Linked DNA regions of Sus scrofa: region 2 is linked to region 1. A link is a contact called in public Hi-C data. All regions are on one chromosome and are shown on one strand. Each heading gives the region's core, a stretch centred on a gene start, on an enhancer-like site or on the middle of the called end of the contact. The rest is flanking DNA. Distances are from core to core; before and after follow the strand shown.

Region 1 (5,900 bases), core at 1,600-4,099:
CCTTTCCATGGCCACAGCCACTGTGATAAATCAATCTTTCATTCCCTCTAGTCATGATTATTACCGGAACCCACTAACTTGCCTCTCTTTCTAAAGGCCCCCTGCTCTCTAATCCATTTTTCATTCTGTTTCCAGACTTATCTTACCCCCCAAACAGAGAGCTGACTGGAGATACTATTTACAGAAAGAATTTATTTAGTAAACATTTATTGAGACTTTAATATGTGCCAGGAAAAGACAAAAAAACAAAAACAAAAACAAAAAAAGGAGTTCCTGTTGTGGCGCAGTGGTTAACGAATCCGACTAGGAACCATGAGGTTGTGGGTTCGATCCCTGCCCTTGCTCAGTGGGTTAAGGATCCGGCGTCTGCCGTGAGCTGTGGTTTAGTTCGCAGACATGGCTCAGATCCCGCGTTGCTGTGGCTCTGGCGTAGGCTGGTGGCTACAGCTCTGATTAGACCCCTAGCCTGGGAACCTCCATATGCCGCAGGAGCAGCCCTAGAAAAAGCAAAAAGACAAAAAAATATATATATATATACATATATATGTGTGTGTGTGTGTGTGTGTGTGTGTGTGTATGTATGTATGTCAGGCACTGTGCTTATATTCTATCCACCCTAATTTTCTGTGGGTTAAAATTCCTCAGGGTTACCTCCTCCAATATGTTTTTCTCTCCCCAGTCAAAATTAATTTATCTTCCCATTGTGATTCAATAACATTTTCTTACTGTTACTTTCATTGGTTATTGGCTAGCTTTATAATTTTTATCTATTGTTATTTGTTAACCTGTATTATAACCCTCTTTTCTCTAAAAGGCAATACCATCATAAAAAGAATATCAAGTCAAGGAGTTCCCGTTGTGGCTCAGGAATTAATGAACCCTGCTAGTATCTATGAGGATGCCAGTTCAATCCCTGGCCTCGCTCTCTGGGTTAAGGATCCAGCATTGCTGTGAGCTGTGGCGTAGGTTGCAGACGTGGCTCAGATCTGGTGTGGCTGTGGCTGTGGTGTAGCACAGCTGCAACTTCCATTCGATCGCCAGCCTGGGAACTTCCAGGGATGCGGCCCTTAAAAAAAAAAAAAAAAAAAAAAAAAAAAAAAAAAAAAGTCAGGAAAAGTATGATATCACTGGATTTCCCATCGTGGCACAGTGGTTAACGAATCCGACTAGGAACCATGAGGTTGCGGGTTCGATCCCTGCCCTTGCTCAGTGGGTTAACGATCCAGCGTTGCCGTGAGCTGTAGAGCAGGTCGCGGACGCGGCTCGGATCCCGCGTTGCTGTGGCTCTGGCGTAGGTCGGCGGCTACAGCTCCGATTCAACGCCTAGCCTGGGAACCTCCATATGCCGCGGGAAGCGGCCTAGAAAAGACAAAAAAAAAAAAAAAAAGTATGATATCACTCATATGTGGAACCTGAAAAATGCAACAAACTAGTGAATGTAACAAAAAAGCAGATTCACAGATACAAAGAACCAACTAGGGGTTACACTGGGAGAAGCGAGAAGGGGGAAGGACAGTTTAGGTGTAGGAGACTATAAGATACAAACTATCACGTATAAAATGAGCTAAAAAGATATATTGTATAACATGAGGAATGTAGCCAATATTTTATAATTATGAATGGAGTATAACCTTTAGAAAATACGAACCACTATACTGTGCACCCGTAACTTATGCAATATTGTACACCAAATATACTTCAATTTAAAAAAGCAGGGGGAGTTCTTAGTGGGTTATAAACCTGACATACTAGTATCCATGAGGATTCGGGTTCCATCCCGGGCCTCACTTAGTGGGTTAAGGATCCTGTTGCAGTGGCTGTGGCTGTGGCAGGCAGCTGCAGCTCGGATTTGACCCTTAGTCTGGGAACCTCCATATGCTGAAGGTGCGGCCCTACAAAAAGCAAATAAAATTAAATTAAAAAGCAGGTAAAAAAATAGAATAGCCAATGATATGATATACCACTTAAAGAAGAGTCAAGGAAAAAAACCCTAGTCTCAGCTCTGTTATTCAGTAGCTATATAAACCAACTCCCACTCCTTGAGAATCAGCTTCCTCATCTACAAAATGGAGACAATAATAATCCCTAACACATGGGGCTTTTGTGGATTAAAAGAGATAATGTCTGAAAAGCATCTGATACTTAATAGGTGCCTCTTTCTATAGAGCAAGCGTTCTTAACCTGGAGTTCCTGAATCTTCGGAGTATATATGGATGAACTTCGTGGAGGGGTGTGTGTGTAAGAATCTCCGTGGAAAGTGTCTAACGTTTTGTATATCTCTACGTGCTTTTTTTTTTTTTTTTTTTTTCTGGGAAGAAGGGCCGTAGCTTCCACCGCATTTTAAAGGGACTTTGAATCAGAAGAGGTTAAGAACCTCAGTGCTAGACCATAGGGACCTTGAGGGATTAGAGCCGACCTTTGTGTGTGTGTGGGGGGGGGGGGGGTTAATATGTGTTTCCTTATGCATACATCGTTTCTAATCTTCACAACAGTCCCTTGAAGGAAGTGTTTGTTAGTACACCCATTTTTCAGATGCGGAACCTGAGAAATGAAGAAGCAGTTTGGAAAAGGCAGAGTTCCCAACAAACGCACAGACGATCAAGCACTTATTTATTCTAGGCCGGGAACGGAGGGAGGTGCTGGGAACGCAATTCTAACCGGAGCTCGGTGCGGTGGCCGCCTCCCGCCTCGCGGGTTCGCATCCCCAGTCCAGCACAGGGTTAGCGAATGTCGCAAAGATCTTGACTGAGTGAAGTCGATCTGCGGCCGCCGGGGCAGAAAAAGCTCCCCCGGCGCCGAGCTCCGCCCCACGCCGGGTGGGCCCCGCCCCCGTTCCCCCCCCTACCCCGCGGTCGGTATTGTCCGACGGTTCCCGGCGTCCCTCGGTTTACCTCGGTAGTTTCCGGCAATGATCGAGAGTTTCTAACGTGCCCCCTTGTTGTCTCTCGGCTGCCGTCCTCGCCTCCGCTGCCCCCCTTTTCGGCTCCCTCTCCCCCTCCCCCAGCGGCCGGGCCCGGCTGGCGCCTCTGGCGCTACGGGCTGGGCAAGATGGCGGCCTTCGGGATCTTGAGCTACGAACACCGGCCCCTGAAGCGGCCGCGGCTGGGGCCTCCGGATGTGTACCCTCAAGATCCCAAACAGAAGGAGGTACGTTCAAAAATCCGGGCTCCCCAGGGGCCGGGGGCCAGCGATCGGCAGAAGAGGAAGCACTGAAAGCTTGGCGGGGGGGGGGGGGGGCGGGGCGGTTCGCCGGGAGCGAAAGTCCCGAAAGGGGGAAGAGTAAAGTGGGCTGGCGTAGGAGAGTAGGATCTGGTGGGGGTGGGGGGTGGTTCCTGGGTGCCAGCTGGGAGTGATATCGGGGCCACGCTGGAGGCGCCCCCCTCTACACACACACACCTCAGAAAGTTGTCTGAGGCAGCTGGGTGAGCAACGGCTGCTCTGCTTCCAAGCTCGCAGGGGAAGAGTGCTGTTGAGTGAGCTCTGGGGGATTGGGAATCTTAGTGACTGTGGGGGTGAGGGTGGGGTCCAAATGAATGTTAGGGCCTAGCTTTAAATAACAATCTGTTCTACTCCGAATCCTCCTCCTCCCTTCCCCCCTCCCCATGTTCCCTTCTCTTCTGCCCTCTCCCACCACCAACCTTCCCCCCCCCCCCCGTGGCGGGGGCTAACATGTCGTTTTCCCGCTTTAGGATGAACTGACAGCCTTGAATGTAAAACAAGGTTTCAATAACCAGCCCGCTGTCTCTGGGGATGAACATGGCAGTGCCAAGAACGTCAACTTCAATCCTGCCAAGGTGAGACAACCCTGCCAAGCTGAAGGAAAAGGCTGGAAGAATTTGAGAAGGCGCAAAGGCCCTGGGTTGGGAAGACTTAAAGGGACCACCTAAATGGCTGAGTTTTCCTTCATAACCTCATGCTACCACATTGGCATTTGCCTATCAAAGGCACAACCACCTCTCTACCCCTTCTTCCCACCCTGAGGTGTAGTTTTCTTCCCTCAGATCAGTTCCAACTTCAGCAGCATTATTGCAGAGAAGTTACGTTGTAACACCCTCCCTGACACTGGTCGCAGGAAGCCCCAAGTGAACCAGAAGGACAACTTCTGGCTGGTGACTGCACGATCCCAGAGTGCCATTAACACCTGGTTCACTGACCTGGCTGGCACCAAGCCACTCACACAACTAGCCAAAAAGGTGAGATACCATTTCTTGTTCTTCAAGCCAGGGAGTGGAGTGTGGGTACCAAGCACCCTCCGATTCCCAGATTAAGCTACATGAATGCCAGCTCATGGGGGTAATGGAGGTCTCACTATTTGTGATGTCCGTCCAGGTCCCCATTTTCAGTAAGAAGGAAGAAGTGTTTGGGTACTTAGCCAAATACACAGTGCCTGTGATGCGGGCAGCCTGGCTCATTAAGATGACCTGTGCCTACTATGCAGCAATCTCGGAGAACAAGGTTAAGAAGAGAAATGTCGTTGACCCCTTCACGGGTGAGTAAGTCCTCTAACACCAGGGGTCCCACCACTGATCACTTCAAGCAGTGGTAGAGAGACCCTTGAGATTATTCTCCTTCCTCATCTATATTCCTTGCTTCTGCTTGTATCTTGCATTCACTCCATTAGTAAACATCGAGTATCTTGAGTACCTTCTCCGTGCATGTACTGGGCTATAAAGATAACCACTACTTAATCCCTGCCTTTAGGATGCTTAGAGTCTAGTAGGGATGCCAAGGCATATGTACAGATCCCGTGATTAAATATAGAACATAATGTCAAAAGTGGAGGCAAGGAGTTCCCTAGTGGTGCAGCAGGTTAAGGATCCAGCATTGTCACTGCCATGGCACAGGTTCCATCCCTGGCCGGGAAACGTCTGCATGCTGCGAGCACAGCCAAAATTTTTAAAAATATGTAAATTAATTAATAAATAAAAATATGTAAGTTAATAAAATAAACATAAAAAATGGAGGCAGAAGGTTTCTTTGAGACTCAGTGAACAGAAAGATTACTTTCTTTTGGAGACACCTGGAAAGGCTTTAGGAAGGTGGCATTTGACTAGAGCCTAAGGGGCTGAATAGGATTTAGAAGTATGGTGACTGTGGACGGGAGCAGGGGACAAGATGTTCTAAGCAGAGGGACAGTATAAAATAGCCGTTTTCCCATCTTTCCCCTAGAGTGGACTCAGATCATCACCAAGTACTTATGGGAGCAGCTGCAAAAGATGGCTGAATACTACCGGCCAGGGCCTGCCGGAAGTGGGGGCTGTGGTCCCACTGTAGGGCCCTTGCCCCATGATGTAGAGGTGGCGATCTGGCAGTGGGACTACAACGAGAAGCTGGCCATGTTCATGTTTCAGGTAGGAAGGAGAGCTTGTTATAGGGCGTGGGATTGAGCCTGATCTCACACTCTGCCAGCATAGAACAGAATCGGCCTGCCACCTTGCCCCACTTGTGTGGTTCTCTTCATCCTTTCATTTACTTTCTCTGCCTCATCTTGAATAGTCCCTAGGCAAAGCTAATCCTCTTCCCACCCCTGGTGCCCACAGGACGGAATGCTGGACAGACATGAGTTCCTGACCTGGGTACTTGAGTGCTTTGAGAAAATCCGCCCTGGAGAGGATGAATTGCTTAAACTGCTGCTGCCCCTGCTGCTTCGAGTAAGGCCTAGGATTTGGCCAGGGGGTAGGGGTGGGGGAGCATCTAGGGAGGATGTGAGGAGGAGTAAGACGTGAGAGCAGTGTCTCTTGGAAAGAACTGGGGGGTTTTGATCGTCATGTCTTCACAGTACTCCGGGGAATTTGTTCAGTCTGCATACCTCTCCCGCCGCCTTGCCTACTTCTGTACCCGGAGACTGGCCCTGCAGCTGGATGGTGTGAGCAGTCACTCGTCTCATGTGATGTCTGCTC
Region 2 (5,900 bases), core at 1,803-4,302, 140 kb after region 1:
ATTTATTTATTTTTTTGTCTTTTTAGGGCTGCACCTACAGCATATGGAAGTTCCCAGGCTAGGGGTTGAATCAGAGCTCCAGCTGCTGGCCTACACCATAGCTCATGGCAACACCAGACGCTTAACCCACTGAGCGAGGCCAGGGATTGAATGTGCATCCTCATGTATACTATTCGGGTTTGTTACTGCTGAGCCACAATAGGAACTCCGTAAGTTACTTTTTAAAAATCCTCCAATCTCTTTCCATCACCTATAGGTTAAAGTAAAAACTTCTAAGCATGGCACAGGTTCTTAATTTTTTGGCCTGTGTCTATCTCTATAACCTAATTTCCTGTCACTCGGCCTCTCCACTTTTCTTCGGCCGTGACAAATTTCCTAAACATAGGTCATTCTGTCTTTGACCCTTTGCACACTGATCTGTCTGACTTCAACCTTTTATTTAAGACCCAATTCAAAGGCGTTTTTTTCTGTGAAGCCATTCCTGATCCACTCAGGAGAGCTGTGCTGCCATTACCCCTAATATGATACTATTATTGGTCTACAGTATTGAAATTGCTTGTTCATATTAACATTTCTCTGCTTACATTGTGATTGCTTTGAGGAGAGAGACAAAGTACAAGAATTTTTCTTTTAATTTGTTGTTCTAGTTTTCCAATCTTGTAAACAGCTGGGGTGATTAACAATGTATCAATTCATTAAAATGTTATTGAATCCATAGTAGCCTTTTAGTAACTATGTATTTTTTCACTCAACAGACACTAAAAGCCATCATTCAGGAGTCTACATTTGATACTGAGTCCTCCTAGATCTTTTTTGCTTTATGTAGAAAGATAGCTGAAGTTTTTTCTTTTTTTCTTCTTTGGTTGGGACTGAGGCATGTAGAAGTTCCTGGGCCAGGGATCTAACCTATGCCACAACAGACACCTGAGCCACTGCAGTGGCAATGCTGGATTCTTAACCCTTTATGCCACAAGAGAACTCCTACAGTGTTTTTTTAAGTGAGAAAGTATATACTCAGAAAAGTACATATAACTTAATCCTACTTGTATAAACTTTGATCAGGACAGTACAAACATAGAAAATAGAAATGCCAGAATATAGTTATAATTATAACCACTAGGAAGAACAGAGGAAGAGACTTTTTTCCTTTTCACTCTTGGGTTTAAAAAATTTTTTTTTCCGTAAGCAGGGGAAAATGCCTTTTTCAGAACAGAGGTAATATTTCTTTTTTCATAACAAAGGTGTTATTTATTCTCAAAAAGTTTGGGAACCATTGGTCTAGATATATATCCAATATGGTAGCCACTAGCCACATGTGACTATTTACATTTTAGTTAATTAAAATGAAATGGAGGGCGTTCCCATCGTGGCACAGTGGAAGCAAATTCGACTAGGAACCATGAGGTTGCAGGTTTGATCCCTGGACTTGATCAGCAGGTCAAGGATTCGGCATTGCGGTGAGCTGTGGTGTAGGTCGCAGACGCGGCTCAGATCTGGTGTGGCTGTGGCTGTGGCTGGCAGCAACAGCTCCGATTGGACTCCTAGCCTGGGAACCTCCATGTGCCGCGGGTTCGGCCCTAAAAAGATAGAAAGACCAAAAATAAATAAATAAATAAAATAAAACAAAATAAAGTGGAATTGAGGATTCAGTTCTTCAGTCGCACTAATCCTATTTCAAGTTCTCAATGGCCGCATATGGCCAGTAGCTACTATGTTGAACAGAACAGATATAGAACATTTCTATCATTGCAGAAGGTTCTAGACAGTGTAGGTCTAGTTCACTGTGTCCCTACCTAAGGTGGCACCAGTCAGGACACCCCAAACCTTTAGTGTGAGTTAATTAGTGGTAATTAACTGTAAACAACTATCAGTTGAGCCTTGTAGCCCTTTATTAACCACAGGGCTAGTTAGGCATTACTGAAAAATGAAGGTGATTCCCTAATTGGCATACTATGAAATAGAGAGTCAGTCTGATCTGGAGGTCTACAGTGTATCCATGGCAATGACGACACCTGTTGAATCTCTCTGTAAATCATAGGGAACAATGGTGATATTTGGACTGCTGGGTTCCCTGGTTACCATGGAAATGAGGGTGCTGGTTACAATTCTGTGTAATCACGAAGAGACTAAAGTATCGAGGCTCCCTCCCCTCCCCGACCCTTTCCTAAAACCATAACCATAGTGATGACTATTTCAGTTGGGCTTCAGGAGTAAACCTGGCAGCAGAAGCATCTGGAAAATCAGATTAAGTAAGAAGTGTCAGAGTGCAAGCCCTAATGAGGAAGTGTGAAAAAAGAAATATGGCGGGGTATTATTTCAGTAGGAAAAGGCTAGATCTACTACACTAAATACAATGACATTGTTACTCCAGCTGCTTGCACAGGCGCAGTGCTCTGAGCACGCCTACGCGCACATTTTCTCCCCTTCTCTCTCCCTCTTTGCACTTTCCTCTCCCTTTTTTCCCTTCTCCTTTCCCCCCTCCCATCACTTGGTCTTTCAGTCTTTCCGTTAGGCCGTTGATGGCTCTCCTTCCGACCCCTCCACCCCCCTCCCCCTTTCCCCCCTCCCCCCTTCCTTTTCCGTCTCTAGCGGACGCAGTTTGCGCATGCGGATTCGGTACAAAGCCTCGCTCTTTGTCCCCATCTGTCGTTCACACGAACTCAAGTCTTTCGCATTCGGTAGCCAATAAGATCGAAGAAATGGTGGAGAAACGATTCCGCCTCTGGAGATGAACGTTGATTGGCAGGTAAGATACCCAATCGGGAACGCCACTTTGTACCCCTAGGGAGGCACCGAGCTCCGTCGTCTCGTTTCCGGCGGTCGCGCGCTCTTTTCTCGGGACGGTAGAGGCCGTGTAGCGTCGCCGTTACTCTGAGGAGAAAACAGTCGGTAGAGGGTGAGTTTGGGGACGACTTAGTACTTGTTTGAGAGGAGAGTACGATTTCTTGCGACAATCGGTGAAGGAAGAGGCGAGGGCGAGGCTGGGGTTGGAGGGAGGTGGGCCGATCGTTCCGAGGCCCCTTGAGGCCTTGTCCCCGCCGCCACACGGCTTCCTCAGCCCACCCGCGGGGGCCCATAGCTCTCCACTGGCCTAGCCTTCTGCTTTAACCTGGCTCTCGTTTCTCTTCTCTCCCAGTTTCTTTGTGCGGCTCATTTTGGAATCTGAGCCCCGTCAGTAAGTTTCCCGGCTCTTCAGCCGCTCTGGGCCTGAGGGTGTGGGGTCTATTATCCGAAAGCCCTGAGGTCGAGGCTGGAGGAGGAGGAGGAGGCGCTTTGTCGGGCGCTCCTCCTCTCGGCCTCGCGAGGCCATTAATTCCGAAGGAGAAAGTGGGCGCCCCCCCACCCCCACCCCAGCGATGTTTCTTTGTCAAAACTCTTAGCTGGGAAGTTCATCTGCTAGTCCAGCCCCCGCCGCTTTTCCTCGGCAGGTTCCCAGAGGCCTTTTAATTTTTTTTATTTTTAATTTTTTTTTTTTTTTTTTAGTCTTGTTGCCTAGCTACTCGACCCGTTTATGACACCACTTTTTAAAGATGATTTTTACGGATTTCCTGGTGGGTATTTTCCGTTTGGGAAAATGATTGTCATAAGCTGACACCTTTCTTTGTGTTAACAGAGAAGTCGAGGTTAGGACTGGGAGGTACTTTGCTATCTTCAGTCGAAGTAGAGGTAGGTGTAGCGTTGCCAGATTACAGGACATCCCGTTAGATTTGAACTTCATTTAGGCCACAGATTCTCTTTTAGAATACGTTGCATGGGACTTACACTAAAAATCATTCATTTTTTTAAGAATCTGAAACTCAAACTTAACTGTAGCATATTTTTTTTTATTTGATAAATTTGGCAACTCTAATGAGGGAGAGTATCGGCTAGATTTATAGTGTGTCTTTGTCCAACTTTTCTTGTTACTAAATGAAGGTCCTAAGAGACTCTTTAGGAAAGGACCTTACCATGCCAGTCCTCCCTACAGCTTTTAACAGGTCCACATCCAGGCATCCACCTCAGTCTGGTAGATTTTTTTCTAGATTTACTCCCACAGTCTGCACTTAAGAAGTTGATCCTTTTCCTGAAAATTAAGGGAACATTTTTTTAGATTTCAAATATGTGTGATGTAGTGTTTGGTCCTGTACCTGAACAAGATTTGTGCAAATCTTGTTTTAGGTGTGCCTAATAGCCCCGTCTTTCTAATAACAACAATACATATTTTCTCTCAGGAAGTCCATGAGGGCAAATAGATAGAAATCCTCACTGGTGGTTTTATGCTTTCTTCTCTTCTCGGAGGCCCAATGGTTAGGGGTGCAGTGAATTTATTACTCGGATGTCTGCATGTATTTCCAAATTATATCAATGGTCATCATCAGAAGTACATAATAGGGGCAATATTTATTGAGTACTTGGTATTTTGTGGGCACTGTTTCAGGTGATTTATACAATATTAGTGGTCACCGTTGAATACCTGCTTGAGAAATAATAAACTGGAAAGATTATAAATATTAGCATTATGGAGACATTTATTACACAAAAAGGTAGGTAGTTTGGTTGTAAAAGTGATTTTTTTGCTAGAATCCAGAAGATCAGGGGAAGAATGTAATTGATGCCGTTTGTCTAACTGAAGCACCCACCAACCACATGCAGAAATAGAGGTAGTGTTGGCTAGCAGGAACAAGTGACTGCTGCTTACATGATTTTTAAATATTTTTAAAATAACTAGCCCTGTGCAGTAGATGTTATCTCCCATCTTACAGATGAGGAAGCTGAAGCTAAGAGGTTAGGTGACACGCTACTAAGTTTTTTTTGGATTTTAAAGTCTAAAGTCAAGATGAGTTTAGTTACACAGTTTGTAGCATAGCATAGTGATGAGTATGAGCTTAAGAATTCAACAGCTCCATCTCGTTTGTGTGACCTTGGATGTGCATCAGTTTTCTTATTCAGAAGAATGATAGTTGTGAGTACTAAATGAGATAATACAGGCTTAGTACAGTGCCTGACATATAGTAATCGATAACTATCTGATACTAGCATCTTAACTACCAGACTTCACTTTATGAAACCAAAAATAACCTTCCTTGAAGTAATCTGAAATGGTTTATAACATCCCAGTGCTCAAGGAGATCGTTTCTGCTAAGAAGCTGTGAAATGGTCTTTTGAAAAGCAGTGGTGAGGTGTGGTTAGAATGTAAATATATGGAGTTTTTAAGGATTTCTATTAACATATACATTGTGCATTCCTGAATGGGATGCAAGGTATTGAGGCTGGGGCCACTAACTCCTAAATTAAAGGCTGGAGAAGAAAAAGAGGCTCCTTGGATTTTAGCCAGAGGTAAGAAGGTAAGAAGACCTAGTGAGAGAAATGGCTGTGAAGATAATTCAAAGTTTCTGCTATAGGCCACTTGGGGGTCAGGGGAAGGAAGGCATTTAAAGCATAAGACTCAAATAGGAAATGATCTGATTCTAGTGTTTTGATTTACTACTTTTTAATCTTTATTTTTTTGAAAACAATTGAAAACATGATTTGCGGGGAGCCGAGGAGATGCAGGGACTCAAGGAAGGGACCTTGCCTGACAGCAAGAAAAAAAAAAAAAAAAAAAAACCAAACCTGATGGCAGGTTCCTAACCAAGGAAGGGAGCTCACCTGAACGGTGCAAGCCGAAGGTGGGCTTCTGGTCAGGATAAAAGCCTGCCTGTACGGTGAAAAACCGAGGGCAGGCCGAAGCCTGCCTGTGCGGTGCAATCCGAGGGCAGGCCTTAGATTACACGGCTCTCATGTTGATGTTGATGGGGAAGAATTGGGGCTTTCCCGGGAAAACAATTTCCATGTTTGCGCCGGAGAACATGGATTGTTTCCCGGGTGACCTAGTCTTTCCTGTTGTTTTATTTGTTATTCAGTTTTTCCTCAGTCTTTCC

What was found. A called contact is a pair of places that touch in the nucleus more often than the background predicts.
Region 2: a contact with region 1 is called in a Hi-C map of liver, with 4 times the contacts expected there. The contact joins the enhancer-like site here to the promoter of MED12 in region 1. A contact is called at or near these places in 1 of 5 promoter capture datasets (liver), 3 of 47 Hi-C or Micro-C datasets (heart right ventricle, liver and skeletal muscle) and 1 of 2 datasets of contacts at active chromatin or transcription factors (alveolar macrophages).

The regions. Positions count from the first base shown.
Region 1 is chrX:57,148,035-57,153,934 of Sscrofa11.1, forward strand. MED12 (mediator of RNA polymerase II transcription subunit 12) reads left to right here and starts at 2,850. Exons shown (of 45, transcript XM_001927848.6): 1 at 2,850-3,147; 2 at 3,690-3,794; 3 at 4,002-4,193; 4 at 4,330-4,489; 5 at 5,170-5,351; 6 at 5,541-5,651; 7 at 5,780-5,900. The coding sequence starts at 3,049. It also overlaps a transcript of IL2RG not described here.
Region 2 is chrX:57,286,974-57,292,873 of Sscrofa11.1, forward strand. No RefSeq gene overlaps it. Among named protein-coding and RNA genes, the nearest start is that of ZMYM3, 10 kb to the left of the region's middle. Within about 2 kb of position 3,053, at least 66 of the 83 cell types and tissues checked have an H3K27ac peak or open chromatin away from gene starts, as enhancers often do. A contact at or near this core is called in alveolar macrophages, liver and skeletal muscle, where this site is marked.